Regions from separate parts of the Zea mays genome. Here region 1 is linked to region 2. Evidence: chromatin contacts called from public Hi-C data. All regions are on one chromosome and are shown on one strand. Each heading gives the region's core, a stretch centred on a gene start, on an enhancer-like site or on the middle of the called end of the contact. The rest is flanking DNA. Distances are from core to core; before and after follow the strand shown. Region 1 holds the start of LOC100382007 (putative RING zinc finger domain superfamily protein). Region 2 holds the start of LOC100274069 (Transcription factor Pur-alpha 1).

Evidence for each region. A called contact is a pair of places that touch in the nucleus more often than the background predicts.
Region 1: a contact with region 2 is called in a Hi-C map of tassel, with 4 times the contacts expected there. The contact joins the promoter of LOC100382007 here to the promoter of LOC100274069 in region 2. A contact is called at or near these places in 6 of 25 Hi-C or Micro-C datasets (bundle sheath, ear, endosperm and 2 more).

Annotation. Positions count from the first base shown.
Region 1 is chr3:38,256,223-38,259,828 of Zm-B73-REFERENCE-NAM-5.0, reverse strand. It overlaps LOC100382007 (putative RING zinc finger domain superfamily protein), which reads right to left and starts at 1,862. Exons shown (of 5, transcript NM_001174773.1): 1 at 1,581-1,862.
Region 2 is chr3:38,071,790-38,075,525 of Zm-B73-REFERENCE-NAM-5.0, reverse strand. LOC100274069 (Transcription factor Pur-alpha 1) reads right to left here and starts at 1,346. Exons shown (of 5, transcript NM_001148448.1): 1 at 991-1,346; 2 at 840-887. The coding sequence starts at 1,320.

The DNA.
Region 1 (3,606 bases), core at 613-3,112, 180 kb before region 2:
AATGATCAGGTAGGGGTCATTAGCCCAAACTAGGATAAAGAACACAAACAGGTTCTTGTTCCTGCTGTATTTGAATTTGTTTTGGTGAAGCAGAAGTGTATGGAGAAAGCAAATTTTCTAGCAAATGGAAGAACACTAGTAGCATGCTTTCAATACATGTGCATTCCCTCATACACCCCCAAATACTTCCAGGTGGGAACATCAATATCTATAAAGCAACCACTTCATTTATTCACAGCAAGAAACAACAAAACCTTTTGGTTCCAGCCCCAAGCAAATTGGGGTAGTCTAGAGTTCAAAAACAACAGAAGCCACAAATCAAGGTTCACATGGATAGCTGTTCTCCATTCACTCCTATTCAAGATCATCCTTTGAAATCTCCTTTTCCTACCTCTTCCCATGTCCCTGCCTCTCTTCCTATTACTATCACACTTTAGCGCCTAAGAATCCCATTACACATTGCACTACACACCCGTGCCTTTGGAGGTCTCCGTTGTTTGGAGAAGCTTGCCTCACTTCATATTATTATCGCGCCTTAGAATCCCGCTACACGCTGCACTACACACTCGTGCCTTTGGAGATCTCCGTTAGCGCCTTAAAATCCCACTACGTGCTGCATTACACACTCATCCCTTTAGAGGTCTCTGTTGGTTGGAGAAGTTTTTCTTCCATTGGTGCTACCCATATCATCGTTCTGGATTCTACCCCTTCTTGCACGACCACAAATCAAACGCAACAGCCAACATTCGCATTACATATTTCTGCAACACTTATCTGAACATGATGTCCCCTTCTTGTATGACCACAAATCCAACGCTACATACACATTTCGCATTTCCACGGCACTTATCTGAACATGGTGTCTTTTTGTAGACTGACATGCTGCACCATTCACAATAACAGAGCTAAAAGAAATGAGAAATAGATGCTTGTTTATAATTGAAGGCACAAAGCTGGGGGAGCTGGCTAACTACAGTTGGGTGAAAATGTGTGGAGGAAGAAAGCAGCTGTTAGGTAGACCAGCATCAAGACATTCCAAAACTAAAGTACACTCAAAGGCCAGGTCCTTCACCCCACACAACAAAATAGCATCTCGCATCTGTTCTTACTGCCGAAAAAGCACTGTGCAAAACCATGGCAGGATGGAACAAGCACACTATTTTATTGTTCGGTATCCGGATTAAAGCAAAACAAATATAATTCTGCACCCAGAGCCAGAACACAATACGATGTGCAATTCGAAAGGTCATGACTATATTGCTTTCGAGCCACAATTATTCTCCATATGATTTTTTTTTTCGTCAAAAGTCTCGATATTTAACTGATAAATAACGAAAGACCCGATGGTAAATCTACCTTAAGAATTTATGGCAGGAGCTAACACAAAATATCAGGTAAAATCAATACAATATCACACTCGAATCATATGCAAAGAGTACAGCTCACTAGGATACCAGATGGGAAGTGAGCACCGATGAAAAGCCACAATTCATCTGGAGCTACCTACCCCGACGGCACCAAAATTCCCCATCTGGACCCCCAACTAACGCAAAAGGTGCCCCCAAGTTCGCAGGAATTACCTCGAATCACGCGAACAACGAGCCCCGATCCGCCAGACTAACATCCAGCGGCTGCACCGTCGCCGAAGAAACACCGACCTAACGGCGCGGGGCCCGGATCTGTCACGGCTGGGCCACAGCAACGGCGGACGCCCAAGACCGCTCCCCGCCGCCGCAAGCAGGGGTGTGTTCCTTTAGGGTTGGAGCTCGGGGCAGGCGTGGGGTGAGATTGAGAGGTGGAAGCGACGCAGAGGAGAGAGGAAGGGGAGAGAAGGGCAGTGTGGCTGTGCGGGTACAAAACCCGGTGCGGATGGGAATGTGTCTCGGAGTCCCGGTCGCCGCTTTGGCGCTGTGCCTGGCTGAGAGCGGAAACGGAACTGCTCCGGCCACCCACTTGGGACTTGTTCGGTTATTTTCAATCCATATGGATTGAAGGGGATTGATACGGATTGAAGGGAATTTTGACTTACTAAGGATTGAAACTCCCTCAATCCCCCTCAATCCATATGGATTGGGGTATAACCGAACAAGCCCTTGAGTGGACACGAGACCGCGCCTCGCGACGCTTCTTTCCGCTGCCGCCGGGCCACGTGCACGGCGTCTCATCCTGCGTGTCCCGGACCCGGGCCCACCTGCATTGTCTCGTGAGGCGTGAGCGCATGCTGTCCACCTGACCACCTCTGTGGCGGCTTTTTTTACAGGGGTTGTTTTCGCCGGTCGTTCTCATGGTTTATCTCGAGAATATTACGACGATCAACGCACTTCGTGCGTTGTTAAAGTCTGTAGGTATAACGTATTACGTAGTTTATTAGAGAGTTTGTAGTTCGAAAATCTATCCAATAAATTCATGGTGCTCAGTGCTGTAACTCGTAAATATATGCATGTGAGACTTGGTTATTTATCTTATAACCATCTGTATATTTTAATTTATTTTAAGGTCGGGCTCTAAATTGTGTTTGAGATTGTATCATATGTTTATATTTGTCTTTAGATCAAACTTTATACATGTTCGTTTGTGTTTCCTTTTCTGTTTTTTTATTTTCTATTTGTGTTTTTATTGTTCAATCTGAGTTCTTATTTATCTCGGCTTCTTACAAATCTATTTAATAAAAAAATACATGGCTTAACTTATCTTGAATGTATCACTGCTAGATGCATATTGTTTTAACTGAACATTGGAGACATCTCAACTCCTATAAAACACTTGGTTTTCTTATTTTCACCTTCGTCTTTTTTTTTAAAAAAAAATCTCTATACCCTTTTTCAATCTAACCCACGAACCACAGTCTAACATCTTCTTTGTTCCTTTGGAGCACCAGTTTCGTACGTCACGTGTGAAGTATGTAAGTCTGTCCATCTCCCTCATTTCTTGGCTAACAATAGGTCTAATAGGCTGCACACATGGCAGTTGGACCCGTAGGTATGGATACCCGCGGGTTTCGTACCCACCGGATATGGATACGGGTACAAAAACTCACCCGTGGGTCCTATCGGGTTGGATACCCGAAATACATCGGGTCGGGTATGGGTAAAATACTTTACCCACGTATCAAAATACCTCTTTAAATGTGCTACATCCACTAAAAATGTGCTATATTCACTAGAAAAACTCACTCGCATATGTTGTTGATTAATGAATATTAATTTGTGTTGTGTTAACAGTCAAATGTAATGTAATCGAGACCAATGAGACATTGACAATGTTATAACTGTCAACTGTCATAAACTCATTAAGCTTTTATTCTCTGTACTCAAATTTAAATTTATTGGATGTGATAATTATGAGTTGAGATATTGTATCGACGTGTAGCCAAATATAGTCATTCTTGTGTTGCATTGGTGCTTAGATGTAAACTAAAATATTTTATGCATTTATTATAGCATTAACCGAATGTTATTTAGTCTACAATAACATATCCACTGGATACCCGATACCCGGTGGATACCCGATGGGCATGGGTACGGGTACAGTTTATCACCCGATTGGCTTGGTGGGTATGAATATTTGTAGAAGTCTCGGGTACAATTTCGGCTCGGGTATTATTAT
Region 2 (3,736 bases), core at 97-2,596:
AATACTAAATTTATGTAATTATAAAAAGAGTTTTTTTTTTATGACAAAACACATGATTTTTAGGTGTCCAAAATAAATAATTTAAGTTATTGAAGTCAATGTTTTAAAAGCTGGATCAGATCTTGTCAAAAACATAATTAATTTTTCACTGGAAGGAGTAGTTAAGAAGTTAATACTTGGTAATTCTGCACGAGCAGAATGCTCTACAGTCTACACAACAGAATATGCCTCTAAAGGCAAACACAAGATACTACTTTGCTCGGTTGAGTACACCACCAAAACTAAGGCCACCAATTTAAAAAAAAACCCAAATAACTGGTAGTTACAAGCAGTAAAAGTGAAATTGCCAGGATGGCAGAAACCAAAACCTGCGACGGGAAAAGCTACTACAGAGGAAAGTCCCATTTTGGTCATCCATCTTTTGGTTGTGCCAATAGGACCTAAACCTTTCCACAGTTTGAAGTAACCCTCAAACACATCGTTTTAGGACATTTAACATATTGATGAACCCAAGCCTTGGTCAAGGAAGACCGTGCTTCTGACACATGGGCCCATGCTCCATAGCAATGGCAAACTTAGTCAGTAATACATCATACTCATTTAAGACCCAGATGTTTTGAACCAATGAAAATCTGAAGAGAACAATAGGACATTTTCAGTTATTAAATTCACACAAGCAAATCCTGTTCTAGCGCGACAAATTACGCCTTGTTCTAGCTAAACAGTTTAGCTTCCAAAAATAATGAAGTTCCCCAATTCGGCAATTTTCTCGTACCAACACACAAAACGATAGAGAAAATATGGAACTGCACTCGGTCATACAGAGAACGTTACGTCACCTTGAGGAATCGGCCCCTCTTGTTCTCCCCGATATCGAAATAGAACACCTGCACCACGCAATGAGCATAATTAAGCCACACCAAAATTAGCAACAAAGGCACGAGAATCAGCGGAAGAACGGGGCCAATCGCGTAGGAAGCGGGCCGATACCTTGGTCTGGAGTCGCAGCTCCTTGCTGAAAGCGTCGCGCTCGTCGGTGCGGATGTAGTAGTCGAAGAGGTCGAGGAACCAGGCCACGCCGTCGACGGGGACGATGATGGTGGAGCGCGTGGCCGAGGTCTTCTCGGAGATCTTGAGGTACCTCCCCCGCGGATTCTCCTTCAGATCGAAGTAGAACAGCTTGTGCTCGAACTGCAGCGTCTTGCTGACGAGCTCCACGTCGCCGCCACCGCCAACGCCGCCGCCCGGCCCGACTCCGCCGCCCACCATGACACCTGCCCCAACTCCGCCTCCCCCTACACCACCGCCTCCGCCGTCCATGGCCGTAGGGTTTTGGGGGAACGGAGGTCGCAATTAGGGTTTGGGTTTAAACGAAGGAGCTCGAGTGGAAGGGGATGTGAGGTTGGAAACGGGGATAGATCTCGAGGTGGGGCTTACTCCGAAAACGGTGGGCGACCCGGTTTGGGTGTCGTGGAAGGGACTGACGTGTGGGCTACTGTTTCAGCGGAGCCCATAAACCGGTGGGTCGGGTAGATTCTTGGTGGGCGGGATGGGCTGGGAGTGCTCGTGTGTGCGTGCGTGCGTGTTGTACCTGCGGATGCTGACCGCGCGCTCGTGGCATGCCGACCCGGTACTGGCGGGCTCACTCTCACTGACATGATTGGACTGTGTAAGGTTTGGGCACTTTTTATTCCTCTTTTGGGACTGGTTCTCTCGTGTCCGATTGACGAACATCATAGAAACTAGAGCCAGTTTGAATCATCAATGAAACTCGATGTTCAGTATTATGATCAGGTCAGCCTGTCACTTGGAATGTAGGATCAAGTGTTTGGTTAGTTTCATTTAGGGCTGGTTTGAGGATGGAAGGGACCAGGGAAGAAATCTCTTAGGCTGGTTTGGGAACTTCTTTCTTTTAAGAGATTTTCATTTTTCTAAAAAAAAGTAGTTTATTTTCCCTCAGGAAAATATGAATCCTTTAGGAAATCGAGCTCCCAAACTAGCTCTTACTATTTAAAATTGAATAGTAAGAAATTTCCTCCCTTATTATCCTCTAATTCTCATGTCACCGAACTAATCATTAATGATTTCTTCATAGAATCAGCTCTAATTATAGAACGAAAAATATAAATAGCAGTATATGGAAGGTTTATATATATACAATCCTAAATCCAACTAAAGGTTCTATCTCGATGTAAGTTGTCCACATGAGCTGTTGTGGCTTTAGATAAACACTAAGGTACGTAAAGTACCAAAAATAAGAGAGTTATTAGAGAGAGGGGCATAGGCGAGAGGTATATTGAATCTGCATGTGACCGAAAATTAGCATGCAAACGGTGTCAGAGAGGGATTCTCCGGCCGGGTGGCGGAGTGCACCCGCTCTAAATTCTAAGATGAGGAGGGGGCTTAAGCGTTTTGCCTATTGGTAGATGAACGATGAACTCAGGAACACGCGAGGATTTAGAGTGGTTCAGGCCGCCGGAGCGTAATACCCTACTCCACTGTGTGTTGGATTACTGTGGAAGCTTAAGATCTGAGAGTCTAAGTCTCTGTCCCGTCTGTGTGTCGCGTGCCCTCCCTTTTATAGCTCAAGGGGGGCACGTACAAAGACATTGAACCCCGACATGTGAGCCCAGGGACATAACGGATGGAATACCCGGAGCAACTAATGTCAGTCACCTTGTGCAATCTCCCTGTGCCTCGATATCCGCTGCTTGTGTAGCATTGGCGTGCAGCAGAAGCTTCCCTGGCATCGTATAAGTCATGATGACCATGGCGCGCGCGCGGCGGTATGGGCATACTGCCCGCTGTCTGATTGGACAGGCACGCCGCCTGTAGGGTGGTTTGGTTGTCGCCTGCCAGCGGAGTGGACGGGGCACATTAAATGCCGAGGCGGCACATCGCCTGTCAGCAGGGCGGACAGGCGGTGCGTCTTTTCCGCAATAAATGCAGAGATCGCGTGGCCCAGAGGCCTTACGTCAAGCTCCGCCCGCTGGCTTACGTCACGGGCAATAGGCCATGTAGCATCATCGGGTCTCCACCTGAGCGGGGAGCAGAAGCGCACTGGACAAAGCCCTGGCAAGTGTCTACGCCGGACCCCTGTGCGTCCCTGACCTAGGCCAGGGTATTCTCCATCCCGGAACCTTGCCGTGGGTGGCCCGGACCTCACTTAGAGGGGTCCGGGTCCCATCCGGGGGAACGTGGAGGTCCTGGGTCGTACCCGGAGGTCCGGGCTATGTATGCTGGGGTCCGGCACTTTCCCATGGGGTCCGGATCCACTGACGATATCATGGTATATGTTACCTTTTCTGGTCACGTGGCGGCCCCGGAGTCGCCCACGTGGTGGGGTCGGGCGCTGCTTATCACGTGTCTAGAGATAAACGTGCGGGTACCGCACCTTCATACTATAGTAGGGGTACCCCTGTTCTAGGGTACCGACAATGGCCCCCGGGCTCACCTCAGGGGAGGTTACAAGCCTGCAGGTGGGGCCAAAGCCTGATTGGTGATTGGCGTGCCAGTTTCGGGCACTTGCTGACATAGTCACCGCCAACCCGCCTTCGATCATGCCGCCTGCCACGTCTGTCCCCGCAGCTGACGGGTACGTGGCCCCCACGCCCGGCGGTTTTGTCGGGTTGTGCGTGGGGCGTCTCGTTGCCCCCGCCTAAGTTAAAAATATTCCTCAGCGGCCCCTAGGCGACGTGCGGTCGCGCGCGACGGTTTGCTCCCGGGATGACGGTTC